2 separate regions of the Callithrix jacchus genome follow, and region 2 is linked to region 1. Evidence: chromatin contacts called from public Hi-C data. All regions are on one chromosome and are shown on one strand. Each heading gives the region's core, a stretch centred on a gene start, on an enhancer-like site or on the middle of the called end of the contact. The rest is flanking DNA. Distances are from core to core; before and after follow the strand shown. Region 1 holds the start of PHYHIPL (phytanoyl-CoA 2-hydroxylase interacting protein like). Region 2 overlaps LOC128929302.

The links. A called contact is a pair of places that touch in the nucleus more often than the background predicts.
Region 2: a Hi-C map of induced pluripotent stem cells shows a contact between it and region 1, with 4 times the contacts expected there. The contact joins the enhancer-like site here to the promoter of PHYHIPL in region 1. A contact is called at or near these places in 3 of 3 Hi-C or Micro-C datasets (induced pluripotent stem cells and skeletal muscle).

The regions. Positions count from the first base shown.
Region 1 is chr12:71,336,296-71,338,995 of calJac240_pri, reverse strand. PHYHIPL (phytanoyl-CoA 2-hydroxylase interacting protein like) reads left to right here and starts at 1,353. Exons shown (of 5, transcript XM_002756345.6): 1 at 1,353-1,692. The coding sequence starts at 1,587. LOC128929302 reads right to left here and starts at 1,219. Exons shown (of 11, transcript XR_013524975.1): 1 at 717-1,219.
Region 2 is chr12:71,544,945-71,547,644 of calJac240_pri, reverse strand. All of the region lies in intron 3 of LOC128929302, which reads right to left. Among named protein-coding and RNA genes, the nearest start is that of PHYHIPL, 210 kb to the right of the region's middle. Within about 2 kb of position 1,399, at least 2 of the 16 cell types and tissues checked have an H3K27ac peak or open chromatin away from gene starts, as enhancers often do.

The sequences.
Region 1 (2,700 bases), core at 104-2,603:
CTTTAGGATACCTAATTACCTTTCACCAAATTATGAAACTTCAGTTATGTCAAGATTTTTCACAGGCTTATTTTACTTTAAGCTGGTCCTTTCATTTACGGAAGCTTCAATTAACCAGACCTCATCATGTTATGGCTAAATGGATGTGACTAGAAAGGGTAGCATACAGCCATGTAAGGGTAAGCTGTTACTTCTTGATTAACATTTATGTTTGAAACTGAAAAATCAATAAAAGTGAACTTATATTAATTTACAAGCACATTAAGAAAAGGGGACACTATGTTTTGATCCCGAGATAGCAACAAAACTAAATACTATTCCAAAGAAGCAAATGGGAACAGAGGTCCATGGGCTGTGACCTCTATTTTATTTTTAAAATGTCTGCACATCCACTAAGCGCACTGCAGAATCTTAAATGCACTTAAAAGCAGCGGGGATACAAGTTTAGGGTAACTGAGGAAGCCCAAGTCAATCTTCATTATCTATTGTAGCAAAGATTCCTTCCAAATCCGTGGGAGTTGGTGCTGTTTATCCTCCCTTCATTAGCGCCCAGAACAATGGCACAGGGTGAGCACTGAATACTTATTCGCTAAATGCATGAATGAATGAAGCTACAGGGTGAAGGTAGGCTACTAGCTATTGGTCCGGTGGCTGTTGGCCCCGCAGCATGTCTGCCGCCTTTTCAGCAGGCTTGCTGCATCTCCTCATTCCCTCACCTTTCTGGCAGTAAGGAGTTCCCACGTTTGCCCCGCTTCAGGGTCGAGGGACGGCAAAAGGCTGTCTCCAAACCCCTCTACGCCTCAGGTAATCCGCTGATTTCTCCCACAGACGCAGCTGTTTCCGAGGAATGTCTGGCAGAGCCCACAGGGTGCGGGCAGCGAGTATCCCAGGATTTTCAGGGGAGAAGGTGGGTCCCACACCCCAATACCATACAAAAAGTCCAAAGAGTCTGGGCCCTTATTTTCCTGTTCTTGAAAAATAACTAACCTGCTCGCCCTCGCCTCCTCGTGCAGACCCCTCAGGGCCAACTCGGGCTTAGCCAGACACCGAGAACAAACAGAAGACACTAAGTCGCCACCATCAGGAAGGAGGGCGAGGCAGCCGCGCTGCGTACAGCTCCCGCAGCAGTTCTCACGGGCTCAGTCGCCCGACGCGTCACGCGCGAGGTTGCCTCGGCCGTGGCTCGAGGGCAGGTGGGGGCGCGTGCGCGCAGAAGGGCGGGGGAGGGACCGCCGCGCGCCAGCAGGTGGGCGCGTCCTCCCGCGCGCGTGCGCGCGCGTCGTGCCCTCTTCCTCACGTTCCCCGCGCGCTGCGTCCCCTCCCCGCCGGGAGCGCGCGCCTCCAGTCCTCGCGCCGTTTCCTGCTCGGTCTCTCAAAGCCGCACACTCCCCGGAGCTCCTGCCACAGCCGTCGCCTTCGCGGCGGCTCTCCAGACCCGTGCCTCAGCCCCGGCGCTGCATCACCGCGTCCCAGGCGTCCTTCCCTCCTTCTGCCACTCCCCCTCCCTTTCCCGCCCTTCTTGCCCACCGGGCCGGCAAAGAGAGCCTGGATACGAAGCAGGCGGGCTTGAGAAGGGGGTTGGAAAAATGGAGGTACCGCGCCTGGATCATGCCCTCAACAGCCCCACCAGCCCCTGTGAGGAGGTGATCAAAAACCTCAGCCTGGAGGCCATTCAGCTATGCGACCGGGACGGTAAGAGCGGCCGAGACCGCGAGGGAAGGGACCGAGTCCACCCCGAGGCGCCGGGGCTACTCTGGCTCTGCCGACGCCGCTTGCCAGGGCGACAGGGTCTTTTGTTGTCCCCTCTGTGGAAATAAATGCAGATGTTGGTTACCCTCCGCCCACCGTCCTCCCCTCACCCCAGAAACAAAAGGACCCCAGGGCTCACGCCTTAGGGCGGAAAGTAGCCGTCCACCACCGTGGCGCCCTTCCCCGCCCTCACCGCCTGACCCGGGCGAGGGCAACGTTCCCGTCGCGGCTCCTGCCCCGACGAGGCGTTTCCGATCTTTGCCGCAGTCCGGATTTCCTGGGTCTCCGGGCACTGAAGGGGAAATGCCCTCGGGATGTTTCTAGCAACCCCCTTCCTCCAACACACACACACAAGTTACTATTCTCCTCCAGAAACTTATCATTTTCTTTCTTAAACCTCGCATCGTCAGACTCCCCAAATTAACTAGTCTTTTTAGCCTCTCAGATTGGGATTAGGATGACGGTTTTTCATTGAGGGAGCAGAAAAACAGTGCATTTCAGCACCAAGGACAGACACAACCTTCGTGTTTTCTGGGCTCTGATTCAGACTGTCGAAAATCTGTTTGACCTAATGTATGTGCTGTGATTCAGACTATGTGGCCAGTATGTACAATTGCGTGTTGATATGATATCGTTTATTCTGTTGTTAAAGTTGGCAGGCTTCTGAAGGAGGAAATTGATTGAACACAGGTCTGAGCGTTGAATACATAAGCTAGTGCTCTGTGCAGTGTGGTTAGTTACAGTGCTTCTGGGTTAGTTGGACTAGTTAGAGTCTGCTATATCAGTAATGTGAAATAAAACTTCATTTGTAAAGAAATCGTCTTATTAGTAATTGGTTGGCCTAATAATTGTAAAATTCTACATCTGACAAAGGAAACACAGTGTACATGTTGTCAAGAGAGCCCCGAATACTTTTTGACTGTAAAAGAAATTAACTGTATATGTAGGTAA
Region 2 (2,700 bases), core at 150-2,649, 210 kb before region 1:
CTCAGGAATGTTAACAGGCGTGTTTCCATGCAAACCACACAATAAAATGACAACTGTGGTTAAATCTAGTCCCTTGGGGTAGCTAAAAAAATTTTTTAAGAATGTGTCTATTGGAAAACCTAGTGCTTCTCTAGCCAATTCTACCAGATTCAGAGGAGGCCTTTCTGGAAGGCTCTACACTGATCCTGTCAATTCTTATTAGGATGGCAGTTCCTAGTTCTTTCCGTTTGTCAGTTTTTCCATGAAAGATCATGGCTTTTCAGAACACAGACGTCTGGTGCTTCAAATCCCTCAGAATCTTGCTGATGGCGTATAATTTAATGGCAGGCAGCGCATGTCTTGCACCACATCTTTGCCTAACTTTTTGGTGCGAAATTCCAAGTTTTATGAATCTAATCTTTCCCTCACAATCCTGTACAGCTGTTTTCAGATCCAGGAAATCCTTGGACAGAAAGCAGATATGTTTTCTGGGATGTGATGAGCTTCATACAAGGGGGTAAGAGATTCCAGGCATGTAAACTTGAACAAGTCTCAATTCTTTCATTTCCTTTTGGAAAAAGTCAAGGTCAACACTGTTGACCAGATGTACTTCAGTTAGCATCCAGAATTGCTATTAAGAATAAGAACAAAAAGGCCGATTTTGTCAGGAGGCCTAGGTTAGAGTCCACCCTTCCACCCATTAGCTGTATGGCCCAGGGTGGTCATTTAGGCCCTGTGGGAAATGGTTTCCCTTTGGGTAAAATGAAATGGTTGGACGTGTTGAAATCTATATGCCCCTCCTAGCTTCTGGAACCCAGAAGATTCCAGAGAAAATGAAAATGTTTGTCAGGTTTCATAGTACTACCCCACAGCACCAGTAGATGGCAGACTCGCATTAGAGTCTGAAATTGATACACTGATACTAGTCACATTGTCAAGGTAGGTACAATTTAATGATTTTTAAAAAATGTTCTTAACCAGTAGGCTCAGACTTCTAGGCAAAGTTCTTTGTCTCTATTGAAACTTGATGAAGACTCCATACTTGCCCAAATGCCATCTTTTAAACTGTGCTTGGAAAGGCAATATATCCATTGGAGCAAACCATACATTTCTTCCCTCCCTCACTCCCATTAATTCATTCAAAAGCGATTTGTCTGATGTTCAGTGCTCCAGATCTTGGTCTCAGTGATAGAGAGAAACAGAAGAGACAGTCGCTGCACTCAGTAATCTCATCCCCCAGGGGAATGGAATAGTCACTGAACGAGTAGTTGTCACTGTGGTGCAAGTCTGAGAAGTACATACTAGGCAATGTAACGTGGATGCTGGAGGAGTGACAGGAATAACTTCCCCACGAAGTACTGGAGGTATGAGAATGACAGGGCTGGCTTAACAGACAGGAAATTAGTTGGGGAGAGAAGTGGTTCAGGCAGTAGAAACAGGTGTGAAACTACGTAGGGAAAGAGGGGAAAGAGCAGTATAGAAGCTAAAAGCAGCTGGAATCACTATGGCATTGACGCAGGAAGGGAATGGTCCAAGATGAGGAAACCAGATTTCATGGGGGTGGGGGGAGGCTATAGACTGTGCAAAGGAGAACACAGATTTCATAGAAGTCTCGATTTCTCCATGATGTTAAGGGTGATTTTTTATCAGATTAGTTAGCAGGTATCCTGGTGAGTAAAGAAGCATGGTACAACAATAAAAGAATGGGCTCATTTTGACTGGGAAGTTGCAGGAGTAAAACTTTCCTCGGCCATAAGGGTCACAGCTAACACTTCTAACAAAAGATTAACAAGAGAAAATAAATTTAATCAAAGTTTTACATTACAGGAAGCTTTAAAAAGGAAGACCCAAAGACCCAGAGAACTGATTTTTTTTTTTGAGATGGTGTCTTGCTCTTTGCCCAGGCTGGAGTGCAGTGGCATGATCTTGGCTCAACGCAACCTCTGCCTCCTGGATTCAAGTGGTTCTCCTGCTGCAGCCTCCCGAGTAGCTGGGACTACAGGCAAGCATAACCACGCCTAGCTAATTTTTTTATTTTTAGTAGAGACATGGTTTCAACCATGTTGGTCAGGCTGGTATCAAACTCATGACTTTGTGATCTGGCCACCTTAGCCTCCCAAAGTGCTGGTATTACAAGCATGAGCCACCACGCCTGGCCGAGAAAACTTTATGCTTAGGTTTGTTGAATAGAAAGCTATGTAGAAATTTGCTCCAGCAAAAAAGGGTATGATCTAATGCTAGTAAGGCTCAGGTGGAGAACCAAGAATGGCCTGTCTGTTCAGATTCCTCTTGGCCTCTGCAGCACTCATCCTTCCCAGGTATGGGACAGAACCCCTCTGGAATGAGGGCCTTCGAGATTTCAGTAGGTATCTATTCAGGCATGAGCAGGGCAGGAGAGGGCTCACCTCGGCCCACATACACACACGAGGAATGGAATGTCAGGTGACCATCAGGTGATGGTCAGGCTGTTAACTAAGATAATTTGTCATAACTGGCGCCTGGGAAGGACAGTTTCCCAACAGAAAAAACCCAAAACCAGTGAGTGGCACTTTCTCAAGATTTCAGGAGTTTGGTAGGTGGGCTCAAACATGCATGTGAAGAGGCAAAATGGCAGTTTAACTTATATAATCTTCTAGGAATGCTAGACTGGTAAGGGAAGAACAGATCAAGTGAACATGCGTACAACTCTAGTAAACACACTGTGCATGTTCTCCACCCAGG